2 separate regions of the Mus musculus genome follow, and region 2 is linked to region 1. Evidence: chromatin contacts called from public Micro-C data. All regions are on one chromosome and are shown on one strand. The core of a region is the stretch at or near the end of the contact, and the rest is flanking DNA. Distances in the headings are between cores, read along the strand shown. Region 1 overlaps Gm35419 (a long non-coding RNA gene). Region 2 has its middle 48 kb from the start of Dleu7.

Evidence for each region. Hi-C and Micro-C count contacts between places; a contact is called where the count stands out from the background.
Region 2: a Micro-C map of macrophages shows a contact between it and region 1, with 4 times the contacts expected there. The contact joins two enhancer-like sites. A contact is called at or near these places in 7 of 484 Hi-C or Micro-C datasets (bone marrow-derived macrophages, brain, cerebral cortex and 4 more) and 4 of 115 datasets of contacts at active chromatin or transcription factors (embryonic stem cells, heart atrium and neural progenitor cells).

The regions. Positions count from the first base shown.
Region 1 is chr14:62,159,836-62,166,405 of GRCm38.p6, forward strand. The region is part of intron 1 of Gm35419 (a long non-coding RNA gene); the gene reads right to left. Among named protein-coding and RNA genes, the nearest start is that of Gm35419, 7.9 kb to the right of the region's middle. Within about 2 kb of position 3,781, at least 32 of the 459 cell types and tissues checked have an H3K27ac peak or open chromatin away from gene starts, as enhancers often do. A contact at or near this core is called in macrophages, where this site is marked.
Region 2 is chr14:62,241,452-62,248,021 of GRCm38.p6, forward strand. No RefSeq gene overlaps it. Among named protein-coding and RNA genes, the nearest start is that of Dleu7, 48 kb to the right of the region's middle. Within about 2 kb of position 4,145, at least 35 of the 459 cell types and tissues checked have an H3K27ac peak or open chromatin away from gene starts, as enhancers often do. A contact at or near this core is called in macrophages, where this site is marked.

The DNA.
Region 1 (6,570 bases), core at 2,531-5,030:
TTGCATGGCACATTGCAGTACTCCTAACTCAATTCCAAGGAGTATCTTGGGTACCAGCAGGGCTGGGAGCCAACATAAAGTATTTCTGCCTCAAATTACATCTGCAGGGGCCCTGGATGCCTCATTCTCTGATTCCATTTCTCGCAAAACAAGTCAACATCTGCCTTTTGTTATTTCTAAACCTCATTGTTTTTTAAACACTCCCAGTACACTTGGAGCAAAATACTCTTTACTAAAAGAATACCTCACAAGGCCTGGGCAGAGCCATAGGGTTGATGAGGGCTGACACCTTCCCCTCCCCTCCCAGAGGGGCATAAGCACCTACAGGCCCCCTCACTGCCCTCCAGATGGGCATAAGCACCTACAGACACCCCCACTGCCCCTCAGAGGGGCATAAACACCCACAACTCCCCCTCCACTGCCCCCAGAGGGGCATAAGCACCCACAGGCCAGAGTGTAGCCTGAGGCCACATGTGAGCTTTTCCCCAAAGTGAGATTTCACAATCTTGGGAATAATGAAAGACTGAAACAGGCCATTTGTAGAGGGAGAGAGTTTTACAAGGTTTGGTGGGGACAAAGGCAAGAGTCTGGCTTTTATTCCTTCCACACTCTGTCAACTATTAAGGTGTTTTGAGACAGAGTTAAAATGGACAGATAAAACTGCAACCCTTCCAAGGTGGTCTGGGATAAGAACTCCTGCATTCTGGTGCTGTAGGGAGGGCAGGGGGCAAGTCTTAGGTGGGTATTTGTTCTCTGGTGGAATGGACTGCAAGGGAATCCGAGAGAGCCCTTCATGCTATGCATCTTCATCAAGTGTATGCTGAGGCCTCCCAGTGGTCCTTTAATTTGCTTTTGAGTCAGTCAAATTAATTTGAATTCTTTTGCAGCAAGTAGGTTGTAATCACTGTGGTAGGCTGCGGTGGTCACAGAGAAATTAGAGATGCCGCTGGCATAAGCCACAGTGAGCTATACCAAGTTTCTCCTTAAGCTTTGTTGCTCATCCACAAATCTGACCTAATTCAGGTCCCCAGGGATATAGGCAGTGCTGGTACTTTTAGATGAGAAGGTAGAGCTGAAAGACTCCAACACTGCAGTCTTTCTCACTCCACTGGGTAGTGAGAAGAACCCTGTAAGGAAGAGGAGTCAGATGAGGACCCTGGAAAGCACAGCCAGCATGCTGAGTGAGCCTGTGAGCACAGCAGCCAGCGAGCACAGCAGTCAGTGAACACAGTGGTCAGTGAGCACAGTGGCCAGTGAGTACAGTGGCCAGTGAACACAGCGGCCAGTGAGTACAGTGGCCAGTGAGTACAGTGGCCAGTGAGCACAGCGGCCAGTGAGTACAGTGGCCAGTGAGTACAGTGGCCAGTGAGCACAGCAGCCAGTGAGTACAGTGGCCAGTGAGTACAGTGGCCAGTGAGCACAGCGGCCAGTGAGTACAGTGGTCAGTGAGCACAGTGGCCAGTGAGCACAGCGGCCAGTGAGTACAGTGGTCAGTGAGCACAGTGACCAGTGAACACAGCGGCCAGTGAACACAGTGGCCAGTGAGTACAGTGGCCAGTGAGCACAGTGGCCAGTGAGTACAGTGGCCAGTGAGCACAGTGGCCAGTGAGCACAGCGGCCAGTGAGTACAGTGGCCAGTGAGTACAGTGGCCAGTGAGCACAGCGGCCAGTGAGTACAGTGGTCAGTGAGCACAGTGGCCAGTGAGCACAGCGGCCAGTGAACACAGTGGCCAGTGAGTACAGTGGCCAGTGAGCACAGCAGCCATCCATACCTGTCTCCGTGGAAAGCCAGCAGGTCCATGGGAAAACCAGAGGGTCCATATACTGGTTTTAAAGGTTTTTGTTTGCTTTGTGAAATATAACTTCGTTGTGAAATCTCAACCAAACTAAACTATCCTCTATCTATTGACTTTCTCTCCATTGAATTTCAGACCTGTTTTCCTCTCCCTCTCTGTCTTCCTCTCCCCCATTCCTTAAATATTCCAGGTGCCCTCTTGCCCCAAGGCCATTGAATCTGCCATTCTCATTCCCACGAAGATCTCTTCCTGGATTCCTCTCCAAGTTGGCTCCCTCATCTCCCTCAGTCTGAATTCAGATGTTGTTCTTTTGGTTGTAACTCCCCTAGATTGCTTTAGTATCCCCTGACCCCTACCCTCCTGAACCTTCAGAACTGCATTCTTGGTTAATTCTCTTATTTTCTTGACTGGCACAGTGACTTTCTGAGATCCCACATGCTTGATGCTTTAGACAGTCCTCTTCTGCTAGAAAGTAAGCCCCATACGATGACTCTTAGATCTCATCTAGAAAGCTACCTAGCATGAGGTAAATACTCAATAAAAAGGTTTAGTTTTCATCCTTTCCAGGATAAATGACTAAACTGAAATGAGACAGAATGCTGAGTACAGGTTTTGAAGAGGAAAGTGGAAAGATGACACGATTCAATTTGGTAGTGAAGGCTCTGCCGTACAATGAAAGTTTCCGTCTTCCCATCTCACCATCTTTAGTTGAGGTCTGGTCTGTTCCTTCCCCTCATGCCGGCAAAGTGGTTGCTGCACCCCCTCAACACATTATGCTCAGAAAGCAGGAAGAAAATAAAATGGGAACTAGGAAATGGCAGCAAATTGTTCCCAGAAACTCTGCGTATACATTGTTAACTATAACTTTGTCACATAGCCACATGGAATTGCAACATCAAACACCTCTTACACAGAAAGAGACGGGGTGGGGGTGGGGGTCGTAGAATTCATGCAGCATGAAGGTAGCTGAGATGCCTGTTTAAGGGAAGGGAGAGAATCAGCTGGGGGGGCGGGGGGGGAAGTGGGTGGTATGGAGGGGTGAGGGTGGTGAGGAGCGGGGAGGCTGGGTGGATTGGTAGTAGAATTCATGCGGCATGAAAGTAGATGAGATGCCTGTTTAAGGAAAGGGAGAGAATCAGCTGTGGGGGGGGGATTGGGGGGGTATGGAAGGGTGGGGGGGTCAGGTATGAACTAGAACAGCCCAATGACTCAGATGTGGAAGTGCTGGGGAGAAACCTGCTTCCTTGCATGCTGCCTTTCGAATTCACAAAACAAATACCAAAAATAAAAACAAGGTTTCATTGGTACGGATGAAAGGGAGAAGGACTGGTGTGGGCCACTGCTCACCCTCCAGCCAGAGATGGAACTGTCCCTGTGAGAAGTGTTCAGTCTGAAATGGCAAAGGCTCCACTTTAGAGCTTCAAGAGTCATGTTTCCAGCTTAGGGAAGTAGCCATGCCCAAAAGTCTGATGCAAATGTCTAGAAAGCCCCACGAGGTAAGGGAGATAGATCCTCCCTCCCAACAGCCTTTAAAGTCCTTGCTTCCAGCTGTCAGGAAGGCCTCGCTGCCAGCTTTGGTAGCTTCGTGATGGGAGACTTTTATTGTGCGCCTTGACACCCGTGAGGGACAGTTAAGTTTACACTTGGCTCTTTGCCTTGCCTAAACCAGTGTTTCTCAACAAGCCTGAGCGAGCTGGGAGATGTGGCAACCTTCCCGCTCCCACAGTAACACATAGAGAGCCCAGGGCATCTCTGGAGCAGATACTCTCCTTCCTCGGCCTCAGGATGTTTCCAGATGTCTCCCCACCATGATCCTGACACTCAGCCCTCTGATTAGGGGTCCTTTTGGCTTGACACCTCGAGCAGAAGGTTCAATATAGGAGAAAGGGTGACAGCAATGAACAGTCAAATGGAGTCGCTGCTCCTAGAACCACATAAGTTCCCCGTGTGACAAACTGTTTGGGGTTGTGTGAGCTGTTTCTGCATTGTGGTTAGAAGACTGAAGAGAGGGGAGGGAAAAAGGCTGTTTTATCAGCTTCAGGACAGTGAGTGTGGCTTATGCTGGGACCGTTTCTTTCCTTATACTCCTGGTCACCATCTCACCATCTAATTCAAACTCAAAGACAGATAGCCTGCTTACTGCTGGGCCCCACTTCCAGCTTGGGACAACATAGGGAGGACAGCCCACCCGAGGCAGAATGTACTACTGGAAGGGGCCTATACACAGATGTCCACCAGAGCATATGCTGGGAAAACATTCCTGGACTCATTACTCGGTGATTCCTTTTATAATGACTGTCCAGGAATTCTAACCAAGGTTCCAAGGAGGCAGCTGACCTTCTGTCGGAAGGTTAATAAATACTAGGATTGGGACAACAAGCAGCCATGTTCCTCAAAGTATCCTCATGGCTCTGAGAATGGAGGATAGGACCCCAGACTTTGCTTTCTAAGAGACCACTGTACAGTTCAGGTGGCCCTGAGGGGTTCCTTGTCTTTGTCACCATGAGCTGTTTATAGCCTAGAAAAGCCTAATGAAGTGTGTGTGTGCATGTACATGTGCGTGTGTGTTATGTTGTATGTGTGTGGGGGGGGGGGTTGGCTTTGGTGTGGTGACAAGAATCACCACATTGTGATCAAAAGCTCTGTAACAGTTATGCAGCTTGGGAAAGATTTTTATGCTTGATGTTTGATAGAGGCCAGAGAATTTACTAGAGAGCAAAGACTTCAGATGTTGATAAAGGATCTCAAGTATTGAAAGGGAAAAGAGGATGTATTCCTACCAGAACAAGAAGGGTGAGGGTACCCCCAGAAGTCTCAAGTATCCTTTCTTCCATTTTCTTCCTTTTGTGTGGCATCAACTGTCAAAGGCTAATAGACAGCTACCTCTGAAGATGAGGCTGCCTGCAGCCGTGTGTTGCTAAATGAGATAAAAGCCCCATGGCTTCTTCCAGTTCTGGGACTCCTTGGCCTGGTCTGGATGCCTGAGTGGTTCCACCACTCTGGGTGGCTGTAGATGGAGTCTTCTCTTTATCAAGTCCTCTGGAAGGAACAGACGCTTGTCACCAGAGTGTGAAGGCCTGAAGAGACATCCTCCTGTCACAGTGGTGGGAAGAGAAGCTGGCCCTGCTCTTTCATTCAGCTCTGGAGTCAGTGCAGACTCAGCAGGCTGGTGTGGCTACTAGGCAGGTTGGCTTCAAGACAAGCTCCCTAGCTCTCACCAGACTCTCAAGGCCTCTGACACACTGAAGATTCAGGAGGCCCCCGGGACGCTCCCAGGTGATTCTGGTAACCAGGATTTAGAACACTTTCTTAAGATTTACTTCAACCAGATCCCCAAGGAGTCACTGGGAAGAAGGGTTTTAATCTCCATCTCGAAAGCTCACCCATGAGTCATTACATAGACTTGTATGTCCTCTATAAGGATGACTAAGTTCTTCTCAACTCTGCTTATGTAAGTGAAGACACGTGGGATTTGGATCTGATTTGTATACTTTACTGTATATTTGTGTCTTCTCCTTCCTTCCAGCTCCCATCATCCTCTAGTTCCTCCAGAGACAGGCGTGCCTTTCTTGGGGCTTCCTGCATCTAGCTCAGAACGAGGAACCAGTCTTGTGTTCTGTACTCAGGGAGTGAAGGAATGGGGGAGGGAAAAAGGTGTGAAACCAGGAGAGGGAGATGGAATGGGTGGAGAGGAGCAGAAAGGAGAGCGAGGAGAAGAAAGGGAGAAAAAGGATAAGGGAATAGAGAAAGGGGAACAGGAGAGAGTAGGGATGGTAGAAGGAGTGGGGATGGTGGAAGGATGTGGGGTAGGGGTGGATGGATGGAGTGGGGATGATGGAGGAGGACATGGAGAGGATGGAATAGGGAGGATGGAGTGGGGAGGATGGAGTAGGGAAGATGGAGTGGGGATGATGGAGGAGGATATGGAGAGGATGGAGTGGGGAGGGTGGAGGAGGATATGAAGAGGGTGGAGTGGGGAGGGTGGAGTGGGGAGGGTGGAGTGGAGATGATGGAGGAGAATAAGAAGAGGATGGAGTGGGGAAGATGGATTGTGGAAGATGGGGGAGGATATAGAAAAGATGGAGTGGGGAGGATGGAATAGGGAAGATGGAGTGGAGATGATGGAGGAGGATATGGAGAGGATAGAGTGGGGAGGGTGGAGTGGGGATGGTGGAGCAGGGTATGGAGAGGATGAAATGGGGAGGATGGAGTGGGGAGGATGGAGTGGGAAGGATAGAGGAGGGTGTGGAAAGGATAGAATGGGAAGGATGGAATGAAGGAGGAGAAGAGAGGAGGGAGGAGGGAGAAGAGAAGGAGGAAGGAATATGTTTAGGCAAAAGATCGTAATCAATTTCAACGATGATTGCTTGGGATAAGGCAATGAGGCCAGCAGAGTAGGGAGTGGGGCTCTAAAGTGGACAGAGTTGAGCACTGAGTGTTACTACTTTCTCTGTGTCTCTTCAAAGTCATATGGCCTTGTGCAGAGAGCTCACACCCCCACTCATACTGTCCTGGTTTTCCTCTGGCCTGTTTGCTAGTTTTAGAGTGAATGTCCCTTGCACAGACTGCCAACTATGATGCCAAAAAGTTTTGCTAAAATTGCTCACTTACATTTTGTTTTGCTTTTATGTAAAACCCACGACTACCTTGAAACCAATATGCTATGGAGACAACTGTCATGACAACCACCAGTGGTATTTTTTATTCTGTCAGTTGGAATGGTTTGTGTGGAAACATAGCTAGGCAGCTACAATGATTGGTGACTGAGTAGGAC
Region 2 (6,570 bases), core at 2,895-5,394, 82 kb after region 1:
AGGGTTTCTACTGCTGTGAAAAGACACTCTTACCCTGGCAGCTCTTGTAAGGAAGACGTTTAACTGGGGCTGGTTTACAGGTTCAGAGTTTTAACCCATTATCTGCAGGAAGCATGGTGGTACACAGGTAGACATGGTGCTAGAGAAGGAGCTGAGAGGTCTATGTTCAGATTGTCAGGCAGCAGGAAGGGTGAGACTAGACCTAGCTTGAGCATTTGAAACCTCAAAGCTCACTCTCAGTTGGACTTCCTCCAAGAAGCCCACACCTACTCCAGCAAGACCACACCTCCTAATAATGTCACTCCCTAGTAAGCAAGCATTCAAACGCATGAGTCTATGGGTGCCATTCCCATTCTAACCACCACACGAGGAGTTGAAGTTGCCACCCATGGAAGGGAGGCAAACACCTCAGAGTGCAGTAGAGAGAAGCCACTTCTCCAAGAGCAGAGCCTTGAACAACTCCACTTGCTTGAAGGTAGCGTCAGGTCGATCAGGCCATATTTCAATATTTTTATGATCTACAACAGAGATGTGGAAACACCAGTTTAGCCCATCAACTGAATTAGACAGAGAATTACAGTCCTTCAGAATTACCATTGCTTAGACAGATCCTATCACAAAGAACCAGTGCTACTAGAGAAATGGGTAGGGTCTGAGAGCAAGCATCGTAGTAAAACACAGTGTGGATCTGGCAAAAGAAAGCTTCCATCAAACACCGTTTTACCTGTCTAGCTGTGCAAATAAGATTGCCATGGGCTCATGGCTCTGGGAGCAACAGCTTTTAGACTTAGAATTAGCCCTACGCTCCTCATCAAAGAGCCCACTTGTTAGAGAGCCTGGCTCTTCCAATTACCTGCGGTGAGTACACTTGATCTTCCATATGAGCAGATGATCATGATACACTGAAGAAAAGACACAGCAAATGACACGAAGGTGTTTTTCTGAGTCCCAGAGAGATGAGTGGAAGCTTCATTTAAAACTGGTGTTACACAACTCTAATATAGTTTGCCATACAGACTACTTTACAGCCTGCTACAACTCAGTAGCTCAGTAAAGATTTGGTAAATATGTTGGATTCAGAAATAAAGGAGAAACCCAGAAAAACCAAGAATAGAGAGAAGTATTTAATGAATACACATTGAGTGGGTAAAGAGACTTATCTATAACCAGACTCTTTGAGTTCAAATTCCCACTCTGGAACATGGGGGTCCCTATAACTTTGGACAGTTCTCTTAGTTGTCTGTGCCTTGATAGTGGATTCATTTGTAAAATGTAGATGACAATGTTCATGAATAAATTTGAGGAAAATGTAAAATCAATTATTTTTGACTCATCATGTAATAAAGAACTAATTAGATGTTACCACCCAGTCTTGGCTAGGGTTCTTATTGCTGTGATAAAACACCATGACCAAAAGCAACCTGGAGAGGACAGGGTTCACTTCTGGTAACACTTCACCATCAAAGGAAGTCAAGAGCTGAAGGAATGCTGCTTTCTAACTTGCTCCTCATAGCTTGCACAGTCTTCTTTCTTATCTACCCCAAGACCACCTGTCCAGGGATGGCCCTGCCCACATCAATCATCAATTAAGAAAATGCCCCTACAGACTTACTCATAGGCCATTTCAATGGAGGTAACTTCTCAATTGAGAGTTCCTCTTCTCAAATGACCAGAGCTTATATGTTGGCACAAAACTAACCCGCACAGACCCCCTCAGAGAAGAGTTTGGAAGTCAAGAAAGGTATAGGCTTTTTAAAAAATAGGGAAAGAATGTTCTGTAAATATAATTTTTATAGTATCCAACAGATTACAAATTCCTGGGTTTATCTATATTAATGAGGAAAAAATAGCTGTAAAATTTCTAGGGCTAAAGCACTCAAACTAAGTCATGACTCCTCTAAGTCTGGGTATAGTAGTCAACATTAAGCAACGCGGTGATCCAAAAAAATTTCTCAAGGAGGTTCTTGGGTGACCTTTGCTCCCTGATGTCACTGCAAGATCCGAGTGTCAGTTTTTGCTTTCATTCCAAGTTTTAGATCCTTTTCTGCCAGTGTCTTAGCTATCTTAAGGATTGAATGGAGTGTTAGTGTGAACTGCTAAAAGACTAGTTGCTATTGGCTCAGAAAATGACATTAAAGTACTTCTGATTTTTTTTCCAGGATATTCAGGCCACTTAATAACTCTGCTGGAGTGGTTGAGCAAAGATATCAGAAACCTGTTATCTGCAACCCTAGTACTTGTGGGCCTATTACTGGGAGGGTTGCCAATCTCATCCACGAGACAGATTCTACCCAGGGATATATGATGTCTAGACTCTGCCTGTTCTCAATATGCCATTCTGCCCCTCCTCCCCAGTGCTTTCTTTTGTCCTCCCACCTCCACGCATATCAGACCACCCACACAAGGGATATCTCTCTGCTTAGAGCCATTGTTCACTCCTCCTTGGAAACCTAATTTCACCTTCCTGCTCCATTGTTATAGTTGGGATGTCCAGTGCCTCTCAAAGACCCATGTCTTTAGAGCATGGTGCTGGTGGGAGGGGAAGGTATACTAGAAGCTCTAGGAGATGCAGCTAGTTCAAGATCATGTACTTAAGGAAGATTGTAGAGCCCTGGTACTTGCTATCTTCTGTTCTCCTTTGCTTTTCCCTATAGTCCTGCTGTGATTTCTTGACTCTCTACAGGCCTAAATCCATGGTCATGGTGTCTTTTCACAGCAATAGAATATTGGCTAAGACATAGAACCTGGACAGGTGCCACGGTCCTCAACCCTGTCTGAGAATGTGGGCAGAAATATATTGTATGCAGTGATTCTAAAACTCCAAGCTGGCCTATGAAATATTCCCTCCCTCCCTTCCTCCCTCCTTCTCTCCTTCCCTCTCCCCCTCCTTATATGTGTATGTCTGAGTGTCAGTGTGTCTGTGTGGCTGCGGCTGTGTGTATGTCTGTGTGTGTCTCTATGTGTATGTGTGTTTAAGAGAGGTTGGGGATGGAGAGATCATTAAATAAATAAAATCAAGGCTGAGGAAGACCAGGGTGAAGACAAGGAAAGCTCTTCTAGTATTGACTAGAAGGAATCTCAGTATTATGTGGATGCTCTAAAGAGACTCCATTTATTACCTCCAATCTCTCCCAAAGCCAGAGCCTCACACTGTGTACACGTAGCATGCTCTTCTATTTCCTGAAATTAAAGTGACATTCCAGCACTTTCCAAGAGGCAAGAGGTGAAATTGTGATTGGGGAAGATGAAAGTGTCATCAAAGGGCGGATCCTGGGTTTCCGGTGTGGCAGTGAAGATGATAAAGGATGCTAGCTGAAGACTCTACTGAGGACCCCTACTTGCTCCCATTTTGGTTTTTTTTGGGGGGGGGAGGCTTACTGAGAGTGGAAGTGGGAGCAGGTTCTCCTGGGCACATTTCCCCTGGCATGTGGGGCAGTCACCCTAACATCAGGGTCATCTTTTCAACTCTCAGCCAAGTGCAGGTTTCAGAGCTGCCGGGAAGGCTGCAGTGACACGAACCTCGGTTTTCCTTTCTATATCTGTAAATAAACTGCTTCCGTTTCAGAGAACATATATCTGGAGCCTGCTTCCCAACACACAGAGCCCCATCACAGCACGACAGTGGCATCTGATAGCTTGTCTGTTGTTCACATGAAATGCTGCCTACGAAGTGTCTGGTGTCCTCCACCATAATGTGGAGTGTGTGGGGTGTGCATGAGCACCCAGGTTCTCAGGTTGGAACTGAGCAGATACACAAACAAGCATCTACTACTTACTCTTGAAAGTGCACAATTATAGTGCTTTTGGACCGGGCTGAATAACAAACAGACTAAACAAGACAGACTACACATATGAACTCCTGGACTATGAGCACCAAAATGAACCTCTGAATGATTTTATCCTAATTCCACACGGCAGCTAACCAACCCCAGAGAAGTAAACTGCCCACTGTGAGTGTTTTAAAATATAGTTAAAGGGCACATAAGGAAATGGAAACATCTCAGCACAGAATAGCAAGTATTTCCGCAAATCTTGGTGTCCCAAAGATGTCTACTTTATATCCCTGTTTATGTATCTGTCAGCATTAATATTGCTTTTGTTTCAAAACCAAAAGAGACAAGATCTGAAGGGGGAAGTTGGAGCTGCGTGGGAGAGAAGTTTGTTTTTCCCCTTCCAACCTTCTTAGAGTCTGTCTGCGACACAGTGTATGTAGACTTTGAGGTGTCATCTTACACCCACAGGGATCTCATGTGAAACTCAAGGATGTTCCCAGATTCCCAGGCCCCCTGATGTTTTTTCTTGTAATCTTTGAAGACTGGCCATGGAGTCTGACTATCATCCATGTTCAAGGACAGCCCTGAGAAACCTTTGTCCCCTCTCACACACTAACAAAAGAGGAAGCACGCTGGGGACATTCAAAACTACAGGGAGTGCAGACAGCCAAGCTCTGGCGGGGGAGGCTCAGGGAGGAGGTGGAGTCTCACTGGGTGTGAGAGGAAAAGGACTCTGTCCACTACTCAGCCCAACCTTTTCTACCCTCATCAACCAGCTTTACAGATGCCCCAGGAAAGCCAAAGATGCTCTACAGGTTTCCCACCTTCCTGAGGAAGGTAGAACAGCCATAGGACGCTGTTGTACTCATCTGAAAAACAGTGTCTCCCCATCAAGGTACGAGGGGGGAAAAAGAAAAAAGAATAGTTAGAAAGGTATTCATCGACGTGAGTAAATGTACTTGAGCTATGTCCCCAGGAAAGCAAAAAGGCAAGGAAGGGACAGGGCTACTATGATCCCACCTGAATGAGATGACTCAGGACAGTGGAAGATGGAGTTGGGGCCGGGTGAGGACACAGAGGAAGAAGGCAGTTTATCCTGGTGCTGGGACTTCAGTGCTCAAGTTTACATGGCATGGACTCCAATGACCCCCCACCCCCACCCCGATGCAGACACCTGACTGGAGAAGAGGTTCCAGTGAGAGGAAGAAGCAAGCTTGACCTTGAACTTGGGCTGCCACCATGTTTGCTCTCAGCCAATCATGTATCTTACAAGGAAAGGGAAGGGCTGCATGGACCCCACCCCTGTTCTCTCAGCCAGTCCACCTATGCTTCTCGGAAGACAGCGGTAGAGATAATACGGCAGAGACAAACCAAGATTTCACACGAAAAGAGCGTACACGCCACCGTAGGAGCATGACAAGGCCTGGCTTTGGTTAATATGAAACCGCCCTTCAGAGTGTTGAAACATTAAGACAGCCCATCTTGGAGTTCTAGCTGACAACGGTGTTACAAGTATGTTGTGTTCCTATTAGCTTATCAATAAGCAGTTAGTGCTCCTTAAGTATCTCTCTAGTTGTCTGGAGTCTTAACTCACACTGAGATTGCTTTTAAAGCTCTCTGCAGAACTGAGGTTCAGTACAAAGACTGGAAATGGAAGGGTAGTATGATTACTGTCAGTCACAGCTACTTACTCATTTAACAAACACTGGAGCTAAAATATAGCTGTGGGTTGGCAAGATGGCTCAGCATATAACTACTTGCTACCAAGCCTGAGGACCTGAGTTCTATCCCCAGAAATCACATGGTGGAAGGAGAGAACTAATTCCTATGTGTTGTCCTCTGGCCTCCACACACATAAGCCATAACACACATACTTACATGTAAACATACTTAATAGATAAATGAATTAATTAGTAATAATAAAATATGGGCCAGAGCTAGTTCAGTGGCATGCGTAACCCAGCAGTTTAAAGCACCCCATGCTGAGTCTAACATAGCGAATGCATAGTATTACATAGCTAATGATGACACCATTGGCTGCTATTCACCAGCAGCCACACTCCCTTCTTCTCCATAGGCTAGTTACCAATTCCAGGTTATCTACTCCAGTGGGTGTGGCCTATGATGGCCCTTCCATTTGGCTTGGGACTTCGTTCTGAACAATGGAGTGTGACAGGAAGTGAGGAATGCTGGGACACTCCCAGGCCCATGCTAAACTCCAAAGAGGTCTTATACCCAGCTCTTCTGGTGACATTGAGTTAGATCCGGGGAAAGTCAGGAAGCCCCGGTGGCAGGAAAACAGGTTTGGGAGAGGGAAACAGATTTGCATTATCTGTGTATGAGCAATATACAGAACCCTTTAATGTCGCGCTTTTAACAAAAAGTAGTGAACACACCGCAACACAGCAAACAAAACGTGCTGCAGACAAGGCGCGGGAACGTAAATCGGTCAAAGGTTTAGAAATAGACTTGGTACGGGACAGACTTGAGGGTCTGAAAGCTCTGAGTACGGGCACACCGGATAAAGCTGGTTGTTCCAGGAATGAGTTGGGAGAGCAGAGCTAGATCTTAAATTCAACCAGTGGAAGTCGCTGACATGGGAAAAAGGGGCTCTGAGGGGCGTGGCCTCTGCCTGGAGGCTTCTGTTCAGGCTCCAGCCTGAGCCAGGGTGGGTAGCACAGCTGCTGGGAGGGGTCACATCACAGCCCAAGCAAGCCTACAACACTATCCTATCCTTTCTCTTGGAGCCTGCTGTGGGATCCAAGGAGCCCAGGTAAAACGCTAATGTCTCAGCATG